Linked DNA regions of Mus musculus: region 1 is linked to region 2. The links are chromatin contacts, called in public Hi-C maps. All regions are on one chromosome and are shown on one strand. The core of a region is the stretch at or near the end of the contact, and the rest is flanking DNA. Distances in the headings are between cores, read along the strand shown. Region 1 holds the start of Zfp456 (zinc finger protein 456). Region 2 holds the start of Zfp759 (zinc finger protein 759).

Region 1 (5,828 bases), core at 1,939-4,438, 250 kb after region 2:
GAGGAAAAACAATGACATGTTTCTTAGCTGTACAGCAACCTCCCTAATTTTTCTTCAAATGATGGGTATGAAACTCGTTGTTGAAATACTTCCATGAGATATTGTACAAAGCGGTTTGTACCCTACATGTTGATGGTAGGGGTGAGATAGGAACTCTCTATAGATACAATGCTCACCCAGGAACACAAGGTGGCTGAAATTCTCCAGCATCACATTCCTGTACAGATCCCACTGAGCAGGCTCCAGGCAATCCCACTCTTCTGGAGAGAAATCAATGGCCACATCCCAGAAGGACAACATTTCCTGAAATAAAGATCAATGAATAATATCACACCTATAATTAATTAAAATCATTAATAAACTCACAGCAAACCTCTGGTTTTGACAATGACCTCTAGTCCTCATACTCAAACTGCTCCTGCTTAGAAATATTCCTTGACTATTATGTACAGGAATTGCAGACATTCCTATTGGGTCAGATCACAAGGTCATACATAGTCCTCTGCACTTTGGTAAGTTTCAGTTTTCTGCAGAGCTCTCTCTGATGCAGCCAGAAGCGCTTTGAACAGTAAGAGCTACACACTCATGTGTAGGAGCGCTTTGAACAGTAAGAGCTACACACTCATGTGTAGGAGCGCTTTGAACAGTAAGAGCTACACACTCATGTGTAGGAGCACTTTGAACAGTAAGAGCTACACACTCATGTGTAGGAGCGCTTTGAACAGTAAGAGCTACACACTCATGTGTAGGTCTAAGGAAAAGCAATCAGAATGCAGTGAGAGCTTAGGATGCTTTAGTAACATGTCATTAGTATGTTCCCCTCTAAGGTTTCAACCTAACAAGTCACCTGCGGCAGCTTCTAAGCATGATGTAACTTCTATTGATGAGGCTTTAAGTCCCATTGGACAGCTTCTGCATATGCCAAGATATTGAGTGGCACTGTGGCATCTTTATGGCTGGAATGACATAGAGGATATTGCCGTGGCCCACTGGTATAAGAGCTAAGAGGGCTATTGATTGCTTCTCTCCCTTGGAACCTGGCAAAGCACCTTAAATCTGTATGGACAACTCGTCCCTGTTCAGATCTTCATGTCAGATCCAGCTGCAATTCCCTGAGGCCTCTGTCTGAAGTGCAAGGTGTTTCCACCCTTGGGAAGAGGGAATAGCTATTGTCACAAGAGTTTATAGGACAACTAGATTATATCTTCTTTAAAGAATGACTGAATAGAAAATAGTCTTTTGTCTAATGAGCAGAATTCAGCAGCAATGAAGAGGCCAGAACATCTCCAAAATTAACCGGCATAATGAAGCACTTTGGTGAATAGGAGTTTCTCAAGGGAAAAATAAATTGAAAGGTCTTGAAACCTTCTGTACAGCTAGTAGAGAAAGATCCTGTCTTTACAAGTATGAAAAAGCAGATTACACTTTTTTTAATGTTTGCATCACCAAGGCCACGGGAAAACCAGCAATGTGGAGAATGGCAGGAGCCCAGAGCAGAGCAAAGACCAAAACAACTCTCTGTGAGAGAATCAGAGCATGCTCACAATGGAGAATTAACTGCGGGGCTCACTCCCTATGTTGGCCAGCACTGGCTTCCTCCATTCTGCATGGGCAAGTGTCTGCTGTCTTGAGTACAATCTCCTGTGAGACCCTGGGGGTGGAGGTCCGGGGACCTGTAAACAGGATACCGTTTTGTGGGGATTATAGCCAGTACAATTAACAGCAAACATTGCAGGGGAATCAGAGACTTGCAAAATTCACTTTCAATGGGAAAGAAATGCAAATAATGTCTGACCTGAGGCAGGAACACTTCCACCCATTAACAATTACTACATATTCTTCCAATAACCAGGAGCTCGATGGTTACATTCCACTCAATGGAAATCAATCCTAGAGGAACTCTAGAGCAACAGAAAGGACAGCGCAGATGTTTTAAGAACTCTTGCATCTCCTGACAGTGACAATCAGAGATATATTTTCAGAGAGTCGGGCAAATCTAAAGATTAGCAGGACATTGATGGGAAGTAAACATGAGAGAGAGGCAAAGAGAACGATGGATTCCTGATCAGGTTCCAAACAATACAGACTCCCCATTCCCTACCAGCCTGTCTATACTACACAGTGCTTAAAATACATACAACACAGATCACGAAGCAGCAACTCCTAGGTTGTGCCAAGAGTCAAAGAGTCTCTGTGTGTGGAGTGAGGATTAAAGTCAGGAGAGGCAGGAAAAAAAAAATGCAGAGCCAAGAAATAGACTTGGGAGGACTGCTGGTCAATACCACGAGCAGCCAGCAGCCTCGAGTTTATTTTTCACCGCCCTTTTATACCTCATATTACTATGGGAAGCAAAGCTACAAGATAACAGAAACAATGGCAGAAATACACACAATATTCATAAACTTCTTCAACAAGTCCAAGCCCGAATAATGTCATGTTGACCGGAACCATTGTGGGTCAAGCGGACATTCTCTCTTTTTTAAAAATTTTCAACTGTAAAGTAGGGATGGAGGTCCTGTCAAAAGTTTAGAAAACACAGCCCTCAAGGTGAAACATTGTGTGAGCTCCTCTAGATCCCACTCTGCCTTGTAGACAGTCAGACCTCAAGGCCATTGCTATAAGCTGGCTACAGAGTACACGGGGACCAGAAACCCTTTTACTCTAAAGACACAAAGGACTCTGGCAGCATCCAGGTCAGAGTGGGGCAGCCAGGGATGCGCGTTTCCAGCAATGCAGGTCTGTGAGCTCTGGCACTCTCTCAGGAGCAGGTAGTCAGCTCATCACCATTAGTTTGCAATCTAGTCCCCCACTACCAAGCTGCTCCAGTGTACCAGAGAACCAAGGCAGACTCGGGCTGCTCTCGGTGTTCTAAAGGAAACCTTCACTCAGGACACAATCCCAAAAGGCCAGTCCCCTCACTCCAAAACTGCAGCTTCAGCGGTCCCAGCCAGTTCAGCACAGCCAGTCCTGGCAGCTGCTTCCGCCCTCCCACCTAGCCCACAAACGCTCCCTCTAAGACAGAACCCTGCTCCTGGCACCCAACACCAGTCTACACTTCTTCCTGAACCAACCTCGTTGACACAGAGCCCCAGGCTACGCTGCTGACTGGACCAACCTTCTTGTCAGAGACAACTGGAATAGATAGCCGAATATCATTTCCGCCCAACTTTGAGGAAGAGGCACAAGTACAGACTTGAAGTCAGAAGGGTATTTCCTAGAAGGCTCCCAGTGGTCACAGTGGTGCGGACTACATCTCCCAGAAGTCTGTGCGACGGAAATCCCAGAACCCAGGTTAGGTGACTTCTACTGTTTGGAGAGTTATGTGGATGGTAACCCACAGTGGAAGGTGCAAGGAGGAAGCCTTATGTGCAGAAATGCTATGGGTAATGCGATTGGTTTCGGATCCCAGAACCACAACGGAGATGTACGGATATGAGTCGAGCCTTTGACAGAAACATATGGCTTACAAGTCATTTCTAGTTGTAATTTTAATATTACTTCTTCTTGGAAAAAAAAAAAGTTGACTTAGTGGTTCCTTAAAATAACAAAGCAATACAGTAACCAGCGTGGGAAGGAAAAGTAACTTTATGAAATAATTTCCTGATGCTAGTTTATTATTTCAAGAATTTGGTATTTCAGGACCCACTTTTCATAATTCCTTGAGTAAAGTCCCAGAATTACCTATAAAATGAGTCATGTTACTTTTCCTTTTTCACCACTTCATGACATCAGGAATTTATGTATTAATGCAGTATTTTGTTATAATTGTGTGAGTTAGCTTTGAATAGTGAGTGGACTCAGCCCTGGGAAAGGCTAATTCCCCCCTCTCTCAGCCATTCTTAGGTGCCCATACATCTTTGTCTACCCAGGAGACTCCCCCTGCAGGAACCATGAGCCATTGTCATTGCTCAGTCAGTCATGTTTAAGGGTGCAGCTTCCCTTCACTCTCTAAGCTGCTCGACCTCACAGCCGACCTCCTGGACCTCTGACTCTCATAATCGATCTGCCCCTATCCAGAAACAGTCCTTGATGACTATATGCAGAAAATGTGGTATAGATGCATGTATTGGGTCTGGACACAGATTACAGTTCTCTGCATTTGGGTAAGTTTCAGGTTTTTTTTAACGTTCTCTGTGCTGCAGCAAGAAGTACTTTGAGGAGCAGTAAGAGTTTCACGTATGTATAGACCTTAGGAAAAGTCTTCAGAATGCAGTTAAACTTATGATGGTTTAGAAAGGTGGCATTAGCCTGTCCTCCAGGATGCAAGACCTAACAAGCCATGGGTGGCAGCCCATGCTTCTATCCATGATGTATGTCTACTTGATCAACCTTTAAGTCCAATTATACTACTGCTAATGTCAAGATGTGATTGGCACTGTGGCACCTTAGGGATATCACGCCATATGGGACGTTTCTGTGGTCCACTGCCACAGAACTAGCTAACAGCTAACTAGGATCATTACTGCTTCTCTCATTTGGAAGCTTGCAAGGCAGCTTCTATCACTATGATAACTGGTCCTTAGCTGGGAGACCTTCCTGTCAGGTACAGCTGTAATCCTCTGAGTCTTGTGTCTGAAGTGTTAGGTGATTTCATTGCAGGAAGGAGGGTATAGCTATCGGTCATAAGGCTTTAAGACAACTTAAATGCATGTTCTTTAAAGAGTGACTGCTCAGAAAACAGTCTATTGTCTACAGGGCATAGTTAAGTGACTATGAGGAGGCCAGCAGATCTAAAAGACACAGGAAGAATGAAGCAGTCTGATGAATAGAGACCCAGCAATTTCTCAAGGGAAAGGAAATTCAACTGTCTTGAAAGCTTCTTCATAGCTAGTTAAACACAGCAGCTTCCTGACTTTATAAGCAAGCAGAAGGGTAGACTGGTAGGTGGGGGACAGACCCTACTTTGTTTCATCTTAGGTCAGTGATACCCAACCTGTGACAATCCTTTTGGCAAACCTGTCTCCAAAAATATTTGTTTATATTAAGATAACAGTAGCAAAACTACAATTATGAAGTAGCAACGAAAAACATTTTGATGGGGCTTGCCACGAGATGAGGAACTGTATTAAAGGGTCACAGCATTAAGAAAGGTGAGTCGGCTGAACTAGGGAATCACAAAGAAGATGGAAAAATGATCAGCATGGAGAAGGGCAAGTCCCCAGGAAGGAGGGAAACAGTATTGAGAATTAACTGCAAGGATGCCTGCCACGCTCTCCGGTCGAGTCAGTGTGACAAGCCGAAAGGCTTGGAAGCTACTCACAAAGCAAAAGAGTTTCACAGAAACTCACTCCTGGAGTCTGGCGTTCTCTCTAACCCATACATTAATTTTCCATTCCCGCGTTAGTCTAGTGTATGGATCCATGTGCTCTCTTTTAGTATTACCGTATTATAAGTGCCTTTTAAGATTGAATTCTGACATAGCTAAAGCCAGTGTTCCAACAGTCCTAGAATGTCCTTGAGCAAGACCTTGGACTTGGAATTCAGTAAGAATGTTGCTATTCAGTGACATTCAGTACTGCCCCTGGTATTACACTACCACTTTGAGTAAAAGCTAGGTCACTGCCCTTCACAGGAATCTACCATCACCAAGGAAGAAAGAAGTTTCTGACCGTAGGAGAAACCAGAATAGATACTTAGAACTGAAACTGAGTTACACCCATATACAGGAATTTACAATGGTTTAGGAAGTAGATCTGGCTGTGGTTTTAGAGTATTGCATTATTCATGAGATGGTTAGCTAGAACGGAACTCCCTAGTTAGAACCATGACTTGGGTGTGAAAGCCCTTGGCCTAGGAGTGAAAAGACCTCACACCTGGCTTCTAAGACT
Region 2 (5,523 bases), core at 2,222-4,721:
TTATTTGCGAAGTCTTTACATCACTGGAAAAGTGAACCTTGCTTGTTTAGCAAGGAAACTGAGATAGCCCTTGGTGAGCTGGAGGAGAGGGTAGAGCCTGAAAGCACATGTAGATGAGTTTAAAAACAGAAAAAAGTAACCACCACAGAGGTGTGAGGATAGACAAAAGACACATTTCAGTAAAGTAAGGAAAAAACTTCCCAATATACACCAGTAGAAATTAATTTTATGGAGAGGAATGAAGGAAGTATGTGGATGTATTATGAAGTCATGCGGTGATGTTCAGTGATCAACTACTATGAAGTCACCATTTGTTATATAATCTGCTGGCCAAGGTCAGTATGTCTTCCAAGAAGGTATGAAACTATCCGCACATTTTATGTACCTCCCTGTGAGGTATCCAGTAATGACGGGACCTGTAATGTATCTGGGGAATTTGTACAGGATCAGGATGGTAGACATTAGGAGTATTAAGAACTGCTATAGCAAGAGGTGTATTTCAATAGATTTTTGCTTATCACTGATGAAAGGATCTATCTTTCAAAATGAAAACTGGCAGTTGTTTAACCATATATGAATGTATATATATATATACATATATATGAATATTCCTTTTAAATATCATTATTTTTTCTAAACGTGAAACCTTGGTTTTACTTCTTGTTATTGTTCTTGTTCCAGACAGGGTTTCTCTGTATAGCACTGACATACCTGAAATTCACTCTATAAACTGGCTCTCCAGTAACTAAGAGATACAACTCTCTGACCCCTAACTAACAGAATTGAGTGTATGTAGCACCATGAGCAGCATAATTTTTTAATTATATATTTTATTTTACTTGTGTATCTGTCTCTGTCTGTCTGTCTCTCTGTGGGCCTATCTATTCTATAATAGATTCCTGATGATGTTTGAGCCTGATAATGTCAAAATAGGGTATTTGATCCTCTAGAACTGCTATTATATGTTCTTGAGAGCCACCATATGCATATTAGAAAACAAACTCATCTTCTATAAAACATTAATTACTTTTGGGGGAGGTTCGAGACAGGGTTTCTCTGTGTAGCCTTGGTTGTCCTGGAACTCACTTTGTAGACCAGGCTGGCCTCGAACTCAGAGATCTGCCTGCCTCTGCCTCCCAAGTGCTGGGACTAAAGGCGTGTGCCACCACGCCCGGCCATTAATTACTTTTAACTACTGAACAATCTCTTTAGCCTGTAAGCACAGATATTCAAGTGATTTCGCTAAACATGACACATACTAGGGATTGTTCCCAAGAGAGAAAATTAAATGATCAAGATGTAAAAAAATTATAGTAGGCAATATATTTAAAATGGTGAACATGGCCTAAACAAACATATTAGTCCTGAGACTCTAGCTCCAGTAGACATTTCCATAACTATGCCTGGGTCCCTAATAGTGTGCTGAATGAGCCTCCTCTTTGATCAAATCTTCAGGTTGTGACTATACCACGGTAGCTACTCCCCCTATTGAATTACACAGGCAAAATGCAAAGAAATGGAGACAGTAGAAGAGTCGTGACTCTATGCTGTATCCTCAAGGATGAGCGCATCTCCTATGAATGACTACTCTCTTAGGTAGGTTTGCATGTAGCAGATACAAATATACATGTACACACATACACACAAGTAGCACAATGTACTTAAGGTTATGACTGACTAGCTTACAGATAAATTCAACTCAGCCTAGGGTTATAGCATTTGGCTTTGGCAATTACTGGAACACAACCACTAATCTACTCTTGTAACTGCCGTCATGGCTACCTTCCCAGTGCTCTACCCCAGATATTTGCTGTTTCTCCTGGCCACAGGCTCATGGTCCATCTGTCCCAGGGCATCTTCATCCTCTTTCCCCATTTCTCCTTGTCCTGGTCTCTCTTTCTTCTCTCTCTTCTCCACCCCCTACCAGGTAACTCAATACCCGCCCTCCACAAATCCCTCCAGTAATTGGCTGTAGCCAATTTGATTTATCCCATAGTTTTAAATCAAGGATGAAGGTTTGTGCCACAGAACCATGTAAATATGAGAAGTCAGCTGTAGTACTAGATCTTGGATACAGAATTTAGCATTACAATACATAGCAACAGACCAGATCTCAACACATAACATATATTGGAAAACTAGCTATGCTCAGAAATACTAACTTTTGTGGTTTCTGTCAATGCCCTTCACTGCAGCATTCAGGAGGAGGACAGACCAGTCATGACACTTGCCAATCAAGTACAGGTACATGTATTGTTCCTTGACTCTAATTTTTCTAATTTGAGGAAGCCGTTCTGCATTCCTGGATAAACATACTCACTGGAAAAGAAGAATTAAATATGGACTCGGCACAGTATCTTCTTTGAAACAGCTTCTTTTTGAATCATTAGGATTCAGGGAAGTAGGAAGTCTTTTCTGTAACAGGGTTTGTAACTTTGACTCAACCATGAACTGCACAAGAATAAACCTTCCCAAGAAGAGACATGAATTCTCAATACTCTATGTTTCCAGTGTAACTCCTTTAATACAGTGATCTCATTAGACAGTATTATGAATATTTCTGATATCTTTGTATTCAAGAAGAAAATATCTCAGTGTTCTGTTTAGGAGAAGTGAGGGAAATTCAAGACAGATAACACTAATGTTCAAATATTGTCAAATATGACCGATGACAGGATCAGTGCAGAGACAGAAAAATCAATAAGGAACATCAAACCTAAGGCAGGGGGAAATCCTATAGTGCACAGTGGATTAAGAGTTAGTACACACGCCGGGCGTGGTGGCGCACACCTTTAATCCCAGCTCTCCGGAGGCAGAGGCAGGCAGATTTCTGATTTCGAGGCCAGCCTGGTCTACAGAGTGAGTTCCAGGACAGCCAGAGAAACCCTATACAGAGAAACCCTGCCTCGAAAAAAAAGAGTTAGTACACACATCATTGTGATCCCAGTAACTCTGTCCCGCCCCTTGGGAGACATACAGAAGAGAAAAACCAGTGGAGTGCTCAGAAAACATCTGCTGGTGACTAGCTTTGATTTCTAATTCTTCTATCTTAAGCGACTAGGATGGTTTCAATAGAATCGTAAAGAGATAATGCTCACTCCTACATTAACTTCCTGCTTCCACATTCTTAAATAAAGCAGATCATGAAAGCATGAATTTTCCATTTGTTAATAAGATTCTATAGTAGGTCGGAGTTTTTAAATCAAAATGTTTTATCAGAGATAACATGGAAACCTGATAGGCGGGATTAATGTGAAAGGTTCAGCTCACAGGCAAACATTTCGTGCCGTGACCAAGGACTGTAAAAGAGCCCAAATTCCCTGTGCATGTCCATGTGCACCTGCTCTCAGTGGACTGTAATCCAGGCAGTGTACAAAACCTCTTCAGTGGGTTCCCGGAAGTCCTTCCAATTGATTTGTGGGAAATGTAGTCCCGGCCCCTGTGACGGCATCAGAAAGTGCTGTCAGCATCAAATTTCCATATTCTTTCGTCAAAGGTCGCTTCTCAAATTTGTGCAGTTGTCCTGTTGAGCGCTGCATTTGGATTTCTGACATGGAGGTTGGTGCAGGGAACAGCACCATCTTGCAGATATGAGGGACTGTGCAGGGTGGCGGGTAGGGCACGGAGAGTGCCGGCTTGGGCTTGTTGTGAGACAGGAAGCTGCTGACCTGGAGATGCTGTGCTGACCTAGGCTGGGTCACTGTCCCTGGGCACAGGTTTGATGAGGAGAACGTTAGAAACTACAGGATGGCAAGGGCAGGCAGGGTCTGCACACTGCCTGTGCCTGCGATGCTGACCAGAGCTCAAGCATGTTTAAAGGGAAACGTGCTCGGCCTAGTTGACCCATTCTCACTGGCTGTAGTCAGATTCTCTGGACATACAGAACACGGGGACATCTACCGCCCCCTATACGTCATGTCCTGGAGACTACTCCTTGTTTGAGTTCACACAGCTTTCTAAAGTTCCTAGTGTCCAGGGACAGAGAGTCCTGTGACGGTGATTGTTGTGTGGGGTGTTAATTACTTTTCCTTTGGAATGAATTGTTAGATTTATGGATGCCTTGGTTAGAGTGGGAATTTCTAATAGACATCTCAGTGACATGATTCCTCACAATACATGGCTGTATAGCCACAGAATAATCTTGTAATTGGTAACATCCCGTGTTTGCACAATCTATGTAATTATGGATTTTACACAGATTAAAAATGACTAGACAGTAATACCTCAACGGTTCTGAGTATGTTTGTGTTCTGAGTATGTGTTCTGTCCAGTATTTGGACTTCTTTTCAGATGTGAGAGATAGATGACTTGGTGTGATGAGAGAAAGATCGCTGGGAGGAGCTGGAAAGTCTGAAAGGGAAGGAGGAAATATCTCTGCTCATCTGCCAGGCTCTGTACATTGTTCTCTTTAATCTGGCAGGATCTGGATATTGTCTCATCATGTGATTTTCTTATGTATGTTCCTATTATTGGCAGTGTTCGAACTCTCTTAAATTTTCCCTGTCCCTCAATGTGACTTTCAGGTTTACTGATGCACCCTTAATAGTTTTAGGAAGAAGTCTTCAAATTTTTCAACTGTATTAGAAAGGCTGCAAGATAAATTTCAAAACCTGTGGCATACTTGGGAACTTATGATTTGCATATAGTAGGTTCCTGTTCATGCAAAATGCATAGTTGTCCTTTTGAAGAGTTAAGAGAATAGTTTAGTCCAGAGCCATTTTTGTAGCCATGATCTGAGAACACAGGTTTAATTAATCCAAATTCCATGCTCCAACATGAAATCTATTTCATGGTTTTACAGAACAAAGAATGTCATTAACCTAAGAAAGCTTAAAATACATTGGTGTAAGTCTGATAGAGGTATGTATATGTACCTTGAGATATGGGAGATATTCTATTCACCTAAGATACCATCTGCTGAGATTTTAGCTTTTGGGTTGATAGAATCTCATGTTCTGCCTAGTCAGTGGATTCTGAGAGGTTTTTATCTATTAACAAGCTGTGTGGTCCACTACATAGTGAGGCAAGGACTGTCCCTGAAGGGAAAATCAGCCCAAGACAGCTAACCCTGAACCTGCAGAATTCCAGGCTCTGCCCCTCAGTGAACTTCCACGTGGGCCATCAGTCTCTGCACACACAGACTCCTTACAAGAGTTTTGCATTCACAACATACACACAGGTTTTCTTTGTGTGTTTGTTTTTTCAGGGTTTCTTCTCCACATCCCCTCCTCCATCTCAGGCGATCTTGCTTATACTGTCCTCAGTCAAACCAAGCTTTAGTGAGCTGGAGATAAACAAGATAAACAAGATTGAGGGACACTGGATCCAGCTAACCAACAGAAACAGGACCCAAATGATTAGATTCAGAAATGAACAGGGAGATTTTACAACAGATACCAAAAACTTCAGACTATCATAAAGGGATATTTTGAAAATCTGTCCAGTGTAATTGGAAAATCTAAAAGACATCACTCATATCTACTTGTTGTAGACAACTTTGTACTGGCTAGTTTTGTCTCAACT

What was found. A called contact is a pair of places that touch in the nucleus more often than the background predicts.
Region 1: a contact with region 2 is called in a Hi-C map of liver, with 6 times the contacts expected there. The contact joins the promoter of Zfp456 here to the promoter of Zfp759 in region 2. A contact is called at or near these places in 7 of 39 promoter capture datasets (3T3-L1-derived adipocytes, the C10 cell line, hippocampal neurons and 3 more), 5 of 484 Hi-C or Micro-C datasets (cerebral cortex, cortical neurons, granulosa cells and 2 more), 5 of 115 datasets of contacts at active chromatin or transcription factors (astrocytes, embryonic stem cells and stem cell-derived neural progenitor cells) and 4 of 9 other capture datasets (adipose tissue, liver, macrophages and 1 more).

The regions. Positions count from the first base shown.
Region 1 is chr13:67,372,575-67,378,402 of GRCm38.p6, forward strand. It overlaps Zfp456 (zinc finger protein 456), which reads right to left and starts at 3,189. Exons shown (of 4, transcript NM_001001186.3): 1 at 3,116-3,189; 2 at 177-303. The coding sequence starts at 300.
Region 2 is chr13:67,124,757-67,130,279 of GRCm38.p6, forward strand. Zfp759 (zinc finger protein 759) reads left to right here and starts at 3,472. Exons shown (of 4, transcript NM_172392.3): 1 at 3,472-3,558. The coding sequence starts at 3,553.